Linked DNA regions of Mus musculus: region 2 is linked to region 1. The links are chromatin contacts, called in public Hi-C maps. All regions are on one chromosome and are shown on one strand. The core of a region is the stretch at or near the end of the contact, and the rest is flanking DNA. Distances in the headings are between cores, read along the strand shown.

Region 1 (4,112 bases), core at 1,063-3,562:
GTGGGTCATGGGTTCTGCGTACTACTGGGAGTGGGGATAGGGGTCACAAGTAACCACATGGAGACTTCGCATCCCTGTTATTTGAGTTGAGGAAGTGAGGCTCTTTCCTCCAAAATCCTTAGGCTTGTTTATTTTACATTTTGTTTGCTGTTGATCTTTTGAACCGGTCTGGTCCTTACGAATTGAATTCTTCATACTCTTTCTACTGTTAGCTCACTTATGGTTTTGCTTTGAAATCAGTAAACCTTGTGTTTTTGCCACACTTCCACAAAGTTTTACTTAACATTGTGTGTACCTGGAAACTTGTCTTGAAGGGATGTCTCTCCAGGAATACGCAAGGTCTGCATCTCGCAGGTCATTTAAAAGTAAATGCCGCCTGGCTTCGTGCGAGCAGCTGTGTGAATCGCCGGGACTCTGGTGTGGAACACCTAATTCCCTTCTGTTGCTTACTGGCTTTCTAATTTTACCCCTGTGATCATAGTTGTAAAACCTAATTTCCAAAGGGTCTTGTGAATCCTATTAGTAGCTCTGTGTTATAATAGCAATTTTATATTGCATTGGTATTCATTTTCACTATTATGGAATAATCAAATCAGCACCTCTCTTATTCTGCCGTCGAAATAGAAAATAATGGGGCTGTAATGTAGAACTGCTAATGTGATGGAGCTCGCTCATTGTGTTAGGGGAAGAATGTCCTCCTTTCTTGTTCCAGCTCACTTGAAACTGTGATTGAGGAAGGAAATGGAAGGCATTTCTACATCTGTGATAAGGCCCTGCGAACATCCTTCGTTTGAATACGTAATTGTCTTTTGATGGCTCTGGGTACTCATAGGCACACCTGGAGGACATTCCCTGCCATGGTGGCCAATGAGCTGGCAACAGGGTTGCTGTGTGGACCGGTTTTTGTGCTGTGGTTTCTCTTTTAATCATGAGGAACATTTGATGTCTCTTTGCTTGCGGAGGAATTATGCCCTCTACCTTGCTCATCAAGGCCTTCATCTACTTTGTTTTGTTGTTGGTGGGTTCCCCCCCCCCTTCTCTCTTTTTAAAATCATGAAGAACATATTTAGGCTACATCATTAGAGACTTCCTCCATCCCTGCAGGTCTGAGTTGACAGGGATGTTGGGAGGCAGGTCAAGTGACTGCCTAATGAAGATGAATGAAGAAAATTGCGGGGACCAGGATCATGCTGGGGCTCCCAGCTCAGGTTGTTGGAAGTGTGATGGAATCTCATCGCTTCATTTATCAGTGTCATATTTGGGCTAAAAGTGAGCGGTATTGTTCTCATCTCTCCCAGATGGATAGGTCAACTTTAATATTTATTGCTCATGTAGAACATTTGTTTGATGTATTTCCATTAGCTAGGCAATAATAGAAAAGCAGTGGAGAGAGACAGGAAACAGTTCCCTTCCTATTTAGTTGAAATACAGCACACGCTAGTGTGTAACTACGGCCCGAAGTGCCCTGGATTCCCGCCCCCCTTCGGCTGATGACGTGATTGTATATATTAAAGAGTCCCATGGAAATAAAGGGAGCAGCATGAATATAATACCCATTGAGAGCAGCTGGCGGCGTATAAATTGTGTTGTCTTTTGAATTTCACGATTTGGTCATGTAATTGGCGAGTTTTTCTTGGCTGTATATTCAATTCTTGGTCTAATATCGTATTTTAGAATGGGAGTAATGCGTAGTGGATTGCTTCATCCTCTGGGCTCTATGGTGAATCTCAAGAAAGCTAAAATTTTCTAGAGAGAGAACAATTTGTTTTCAGTAGTGGAATCATGTTGATTATTTTCTTTGTATATTTGTGGGAAGGAATATCTTGTTACCAAAACCCATATGTTTAGAATATATGAAAGGTAAGACCCTAAGTATTGAAAACGGTGGCCTCTGTGAGAGCAGCTAGCTCCCCATTTATCAGCCGATGTTCACATTTTGCAGTAATCTGAATGTTGGAGTATTATTTTCTACCCTGGAACAAACCTAGCTCTTTGTGAGGTAGGTGTTGTCTTAAGCGCAACGCAAACATCTTAGCCATATGTTTCTATAATTTAAATTAATTTGGTACAGTCATACTGTTAATCTTCAGCGACTTGTTGATTGGCATTTTGCAGACATATTTCTGGAAGGCTCCCAGTGCCGTTTTTCTGCAGCCTTTCTGGCAGTAGCAAGGAGCAACATTTCCACAAATTGGAATCTTGTACAGCACTGGGAAGCGAGCCAAGATTTAAATTAGACAATAACCTCTGCTCTGTATATAGCTCCCATTCTTCAGCTGTAGGCAGAGTGATTTGTTTAATACAGTCAGCCCTGTACCATATAATAGACTGATGTATGAGTCACTCCTTGGCAATGTGTGTTGCTTAAATTTATATAGATTGAACAACTGGTTGGTAATGTACTTAGTTACAGTGCTACAAACAATAACTATTAGGAGAACTGAAACTGCCTCTGCAAGGGCCATGCTGGGGAGGTGTTTGGGAGGATCCTGAAGGGCTGTGATTTTTAGAATGATTCTCCTTTTGAGGCTAAGAGACTTCTACTTCATAAACACGAGTGTGCTGCTTTTATTTATTTATTTTTTTAAAAAGCAAAGCAGCCATAAAAGTTTTATGTTATAGTTTTCTGTTTCTCATTTTCTATTTGTTGAAAATTGAATTGGGAGAACCTAATTTGCTTCAAAAATTAAACTAAACATCAGCCTGCTTTTGGGGCAAGACCATTTGGTTGTGGTTTTGCATGTGTGCCTGTGAGTGTTTAAACATTAGCTGTTTCTTTTAAAGGAATATCCGTGTAGATGTGTATTTAACCATGTTTTCCAGGTTGGGCCGTGTCCCTGGCCTTAGCTGTTCACATGCTGAAAGAGACCTTTCTGAACAAAGATCTTTTCTTTAGAGAAGAGCTTGTGTTCCAAGTTCAGTTCATGTTTATTTAAAAGATTAAAATCATTAGACCAGATCTCACTCTTTTTTTTTTTTGCCTTCTTTGGGGTCCAAAAGAAAATTGATTTTGCGTTCCGTGAGAGTGGGGTCTGAAAGAGTATATTCAGGGATACACAAACAGAGGCGATGTAGAAATCTCTGTGTGCAGCTGAACAAAGCAATTCTGTTTTTACCACTGAGCATTTGCTGAGTCTGGGTGTGAAATGTTCTGAACAGAATTGTCACCTGTCTTATGAAAGCACTTCTTTTTTAAGGCAAAGGATCATTATAATCTGAAATATTTTAATGCTTTTGTTGTCGTTGTTGTTTTGGCTTTTGGGGGGGATTTCTTTTTTTTTTTTTTTTTTTTACCTCTGCCAACTGGAGCATTTATAAAATAACATATTCTGTAAATATTGAACAATACAAAGACATCTTTCATAACAGTTTATAGTATGCTGCCTGTGCTCGGTGGGAGCCAGGCAGTAGTTAGTGGCAAATGATATGCCAATCAAAAATTATTATTACGAGTGTAACCTGCTGTAATGCTGTGTCTTATCTGGAAGTGTCAACTTGATAGAAGCCAACTCTTTGTCTTTTAGAGTTAAGCTCTTGTTTGCCCTCAGTTAATTCTGTCTCCCAAAGGCTCATTTGAATTGCATGAAGGATAATCTGCTTGACAGTTTTATACATTTAAACAATCTTGATTATATGGTATTTTACATGTTTTTAAAGCTCCCAGTTACAATTTTATGTAGGCTTTTAAAGAAGTCTTTAGTCTGAAAAGGAATGAGCGAAATCGATAGGTAGAATCTGATCCACCTGAGCATCATTCAGTGGAACTGGATAGGGGCTCTTCTCCGGGGTGCTGTTGTGTGAACATTGATGAGGGGTGGCAGCATGCTCAGAATCGCTTCTACTAAAACGTTAATGAATAAATGAAAGAAAACATAGTATCCTAGTTTCAGTGCGCTGGATGGAGGTTGAAGGCAGTCTTCTGCCTGCTCCCCCATGACTTAAATTGGATAATGTCTAGATGAGTTTTGGTTTAGGATCAAGTACCCTGCTGCAAGACTTTGGAGAGTGTCTGTGTGTTAGCTGTCCTCTGGAAGGGCGTGGGTGCACATCATGCTGTGGGACGTTATGAGCTCACCATCTGGTACCAGGCACACTGGCTTCAAATCCACGAC
Region 2 (4,112 bases), core at 779-3,278, 46 kb before region 1:
ACAACTTCAGGTTCTCCCTCGGCAACTTTGTTTATACTTTACTTCATCCTCTGTAATCAAGCTCAGATTGCTTGAGATGCAAGGCAGATAGACTGTAAGGTGAGGGAGAGATAGGAGTGTGCAGAGAGAAAAGCTCATCTGCCCGGCCTTTGATGCTTGCTCCCTTTAAGGGTTACCCGGTAGGAATATTCTTTTCTGGTACCCTGGGCCAGCGGTTTCTTCTCTCCCTTGGTCAGACCCTGCACTTTGCCACTATTGTTAGATACTCATAGTGAAACTTAAAAGATGTTCTCTTTCGGGACAACAGGTGGCCACTGCAACCTCTAGTTCTGATTGGTGGAAAGGCCACAGGCGCCCAGTGGCCCAGAGAAAGGGCCTCCACTTCACCGTTTCAAGAACTTACTCAATGGGGTGTTGTCCTGATAACATCTCAGCACACTGCCAATTTGTGCAACCCGCTGGGCCATTAGGGAGCGCCGCTGGGTTGTCAACAGTAAATGGAGACTCAGGAGAGGGGACCAAAGCCTCTTCAGGAGGGGGGAATTAAGAGTCAACCCAGTGACAATGTGGGGAGTTGTTCCTTCTCTGAATACACAGGGCTCTCTTAGGCAGTCCCCTGACAAGTTTCTGCTAAGAACACACACACACACACACACACACACACACACACACACACACACACACACACACACACACACATTTCCACCTAATTGAAGTTTATTTTTCTTGCTTGGTTCCTGAAGTATAGTATTGAGTGAAGGAAGGTACACATAGGTGTTGCAAGCTGGAGAACACTTAGAAATCCGTGCATGTCTGGAAAAGTTCAGGTCCCAGACCAGCGAAGTGATCCAGGCCCCACACCTTTAGAGACTGTCAGTTGAAATAGTTTAACATCTTTCCCTTCTAGTTCAAAGTAGTTCGCAGATAACTGAACCGAGAAAGGGAGATCTCACAGCTCAGCCAACATTTTCTAGCGCCAAGGCTGAAGGCCAAACTTTCAAATTAACTCAGAGCAATAAAGCCAAGGGTGGTGGTGATGGTGGGGGTATGGGGGCGGAGGGTGGGGGGAGAGAAATGTAGATTAAAAGAAAGAGAAAGAAATAAGAGGGTGGGTGGGTGCAGCGTGGGGAAGTTAATCACCCAGAACCTTTTAGGAAAAGAGGGACATTTTCTCTAGGAGAGCAGCGAGTGATCCGCCTAGATCCAGTTACTCAAATGCCTTTCGAAAACAAACAAGAGTAAAGAAAATACAAAGAGACCGGACTTGAGGCTTAACCTGGGAAGCTTCAAGTCTGCTTACTTGTGAAAGGTCAGGCCCTAACACCCCTCTGGTAAAGACCACAGGTGTACATGGGGTTCCGGCTCCTGGCTCAGGAGCCACCTGCACAGGTTAGTTTCTGGGCTGAGTCTATACCGGGGATATCCAAGTAGAAGAGTAAGTAGGGTAGAGGGATTGGGAAACAGGTCCCCCACCAGCAAGAACTGGGACGAGGTGGTAGGGGCAGAAGAGAGGGCTGGGTGAGAAGTGGACGGTTTTGGGATGCTGGGGCCAAGGGAAGCGAGGGTCGCACGGGAGAAGAGTGGGACTCGAGGAGGGACGGTGCTGGCAGCAGCGGGGAGGCCGAGGGAGGCCCGGGAGCGGGGAGAGCGGTGAGGCCGCGGGGACAAAGAGGACCGGGGAGGGAAGGGGTGGGACGGTGAGAGGCCGGGAGAGGAGCGCGCGGTGGCCGGGGCTGCACGGGGCGCGGGGCGGGGCGCGAGCCCGGAGGCGGTCGGCGGCGGAGCGCACCGGCGGGGCGGGCGGCGCGCCAGCTGCCCGCGGTGGGAGGGGCGGAGCGGCAGCGGCGCGGGGAGGGGACCGGCGGCGGCAGGAGGGGGAGCGGCAGGGGAGGGGCCGGGCCCCTTGTCTCCGCGGCTCCTCGGCTCAGTCCGCCCGGGGAGGAGGAGCGGGGCCAGCCGCCGCCGCTGCCGCCGCCGCCGTCCCAGCTTCGCCGCGCACCTGAGCTCGCCGGCCGTCCCGGGCCCACGCGCTGCGCCCCGCGCCCCGGGCGCCCGGCCCGCGCGCAGCCAGCTTCGGTGTCCCGGTGGGGCGCGTCCCTCGGGCCGCCTCCCGCTCTCCCGCGGCTCGCGTGGCCGCGCCTTTGTGTGCTGCAGCCGCAGCTCCCGGGCTCGTCGGCGGCCCCCGCGCGACGCCCCTACAGTCCCACGGCCCGTGCGCTGTCCCCGGGCGCCCCCGGCCGGGCGTCCTCGACGGTGGATCGTACGGCCGCGAGGAGGCGGGTAGCGGCCCCGGCGAGTTCCAGCCCCGGCCCCCAGCCCCCGGCCCCGGCATGGATGTGAGGTTCTACCCCGCGGCGGCCGGGGACCCAGCCGGCCTGGACTTCGCGCAGTGCCTGGGGTACTACGGCTACAGCAAGGTGACCGGGCCGGGGGCGGGGGCCACCTCTCCATCCCGGGCGCGTCCCTCGTCCCGCCTAGCCTGCTGCACTTTCTTTCTGATCTTTCCTTCCCACCCGCTGGCTTCTCGGTGCGCCTTAGTCTCCGACCAACTCTTTTCGTCTTCTCTTTACGTGCCCTTTCTACCCACCTTTTTGTCCCTCTGCTGGCGCTCCCTCTGCCCTCCTGGTCCCCTCCCCCGCTCCCCCTAAAAGCTGTGTGAAGCGCAGTCCCGGGACTGAGCCGAGACTGGCGTGTGATTCTTTGTTGATGTTATTAGTAAACTCGATTGCAACACCCCTACTATGTGTGCATGGGGGTGGGGGGACACGCTACGTAGGGGGTCCCCGATCTCGTGGGCCAGAGATTCCATACCTTCGCAGCCCATCTCACCTCACCCACCCAGTCAGGAGCTGGTCCCCGGGAGCTTGGAGAAGATGAACAAACTTTATAGAGTGTGGCTGGGTCTGGGGTCTGGATCTGGGAAGCCTGAAGTTGCAGGATCCCAGCAGGTGCCTCTTACTTCCCCTGCTCTAGGGCGCTTTGGTCTACTAGACCAAGATGCTCGCCTCTTCCGAGTTAAGGCAGTGGGCTTTCGTATTTTATTTTATTTTGCGGAGGAGGGCGGGTTAAGTTTTTTTTCTTTCATGGAGATCAGAGTTGCAGCTCCACATCATGCCTCAGGGTCACCCCATCTTCCTCACCTCTTGCCGCACAAACTTACAGGAGTAAGCGATTCAGGTGGTCATAGGTGGACCTTGGACGCAGTCAGTGGGCTTCCCGGATCCGGTTGTCTACCTTGCCTACTGCTCCCACCACAGAGCTTTGCGACATAACCCTGAGGGCGATATTCAGAGAAAGAGTCCTGCGCCTTTTGATTGTGTGTGTGTGTGTTGTGTGTGTGTGTGTGTGTGTGTGTGTGTTTCCCCTTCCCCCTGCTCCTCCCTCCTCTCCGACTTTTCTTTCAAATCCTAGTTTGTTTATGATTGCTTGGATAACGGAGGAGGAAATACAGAGGCAGCCAAAAGAAAGGTGCAATACAAAACTAATGAATAAATAACAGGAAGAGGAGGGATTGTATCTAGCGCCGGGATAGTTGACTGTGCCCCTGGCTGATGGAGGTCTGTTCTTCATTGTTTATTCTCTTTTCCCAACTCCAGTGCTAAAGTTTGCAAAGACCACTGCAGTCTCACTGCCTCACTTCCCTGTCGTGGTGGGCAGCCCTGGGCCAGGCACCCAGGACCCTTCCAGTAACTCTAGGATGGAGGGGTGTTTTTAGTCCAGTGGTGATAGTGACCATTCACACTCTTCCAAAGCTGGGAGGAATGCCTTAAGCATCGAAAGGAAGGCTAGCAAAGGCCGAAGGCTGTATGTAGCCCGAGTAAAGGATCGGTTTCTGTCGTCTGATTTTGGATTTACTCAGGTTATTAAATGCTTTAAAAAGTCCCCCATGTATGCTCAGTCAGGGACTTAGGCAGCCTAATTAAGTATGTAGTGTTTCTGAGAATCCGCCTAATTGTTCCAGTGGGGTATTACTTATCTCCTCAGAGCTGAGCCTGTGTACGCAGCCCTTCTGTAAACTGGGCATGCTCTTATTTTTGGAAACCATTACCTTGTCTAATGTAACTACTTCTTTCTCTGATTTAAGATCCGCAACACTCGAATGGCATCCAAAT

The links. A called contact is a pair of places that touch in the nucleus more often than the background predicts.
Region 2: a Hi-C map of forebrain shows a contact between it and region 1, with 2.3 times the contacts expected there. The contact joins the promoter of Tox3 here to the enhancer-like site in region 1. A contact is called at or near these places in 4 of 484 Hi-C or Micro-C datasets (the G1E-ER4 cell line, cerebral cortex, forebrain and 1 more), 2 of 115 datasets of contacts at active chromatin or transcription factors (both in embryonic stem cells) and 2 of 9 other capture datasets (adipose tissue and liver).

The regions. Positions count from the first base shown.
Region 1 is chr8:90,300,546-90,304,657 of GRCm38.p6, reverse strand. All of the region lies in intron 1 of Tox3 (TOX high mobility group box family member 3), which reads left to right. Among named protein-coding and RNA genes, the nearest start is that of Tox3, 46 kb to the left of the region's middle. Within about 2 kb of position 2,312, at least 67 of the 459 cell types and tissues checked have an H3K27ac peak or open chromatin away from gene starts, as enhancers often do. A contact at or near this core is called in cerebral cortex, forebrain and palatal mesenchyme, where this site is marked.
Region 2 is chr8:90,346,168-90,350,279 of GRCm38.p6, reverse strand. It overlaps Tox3 (TOX high mobility group box family member 3), which reads left to right and starts at 2,028. Exons shown (of 7, transcript NM_172913.3): 1 at 2,028-2,417. The coding sequence starts at 2,331.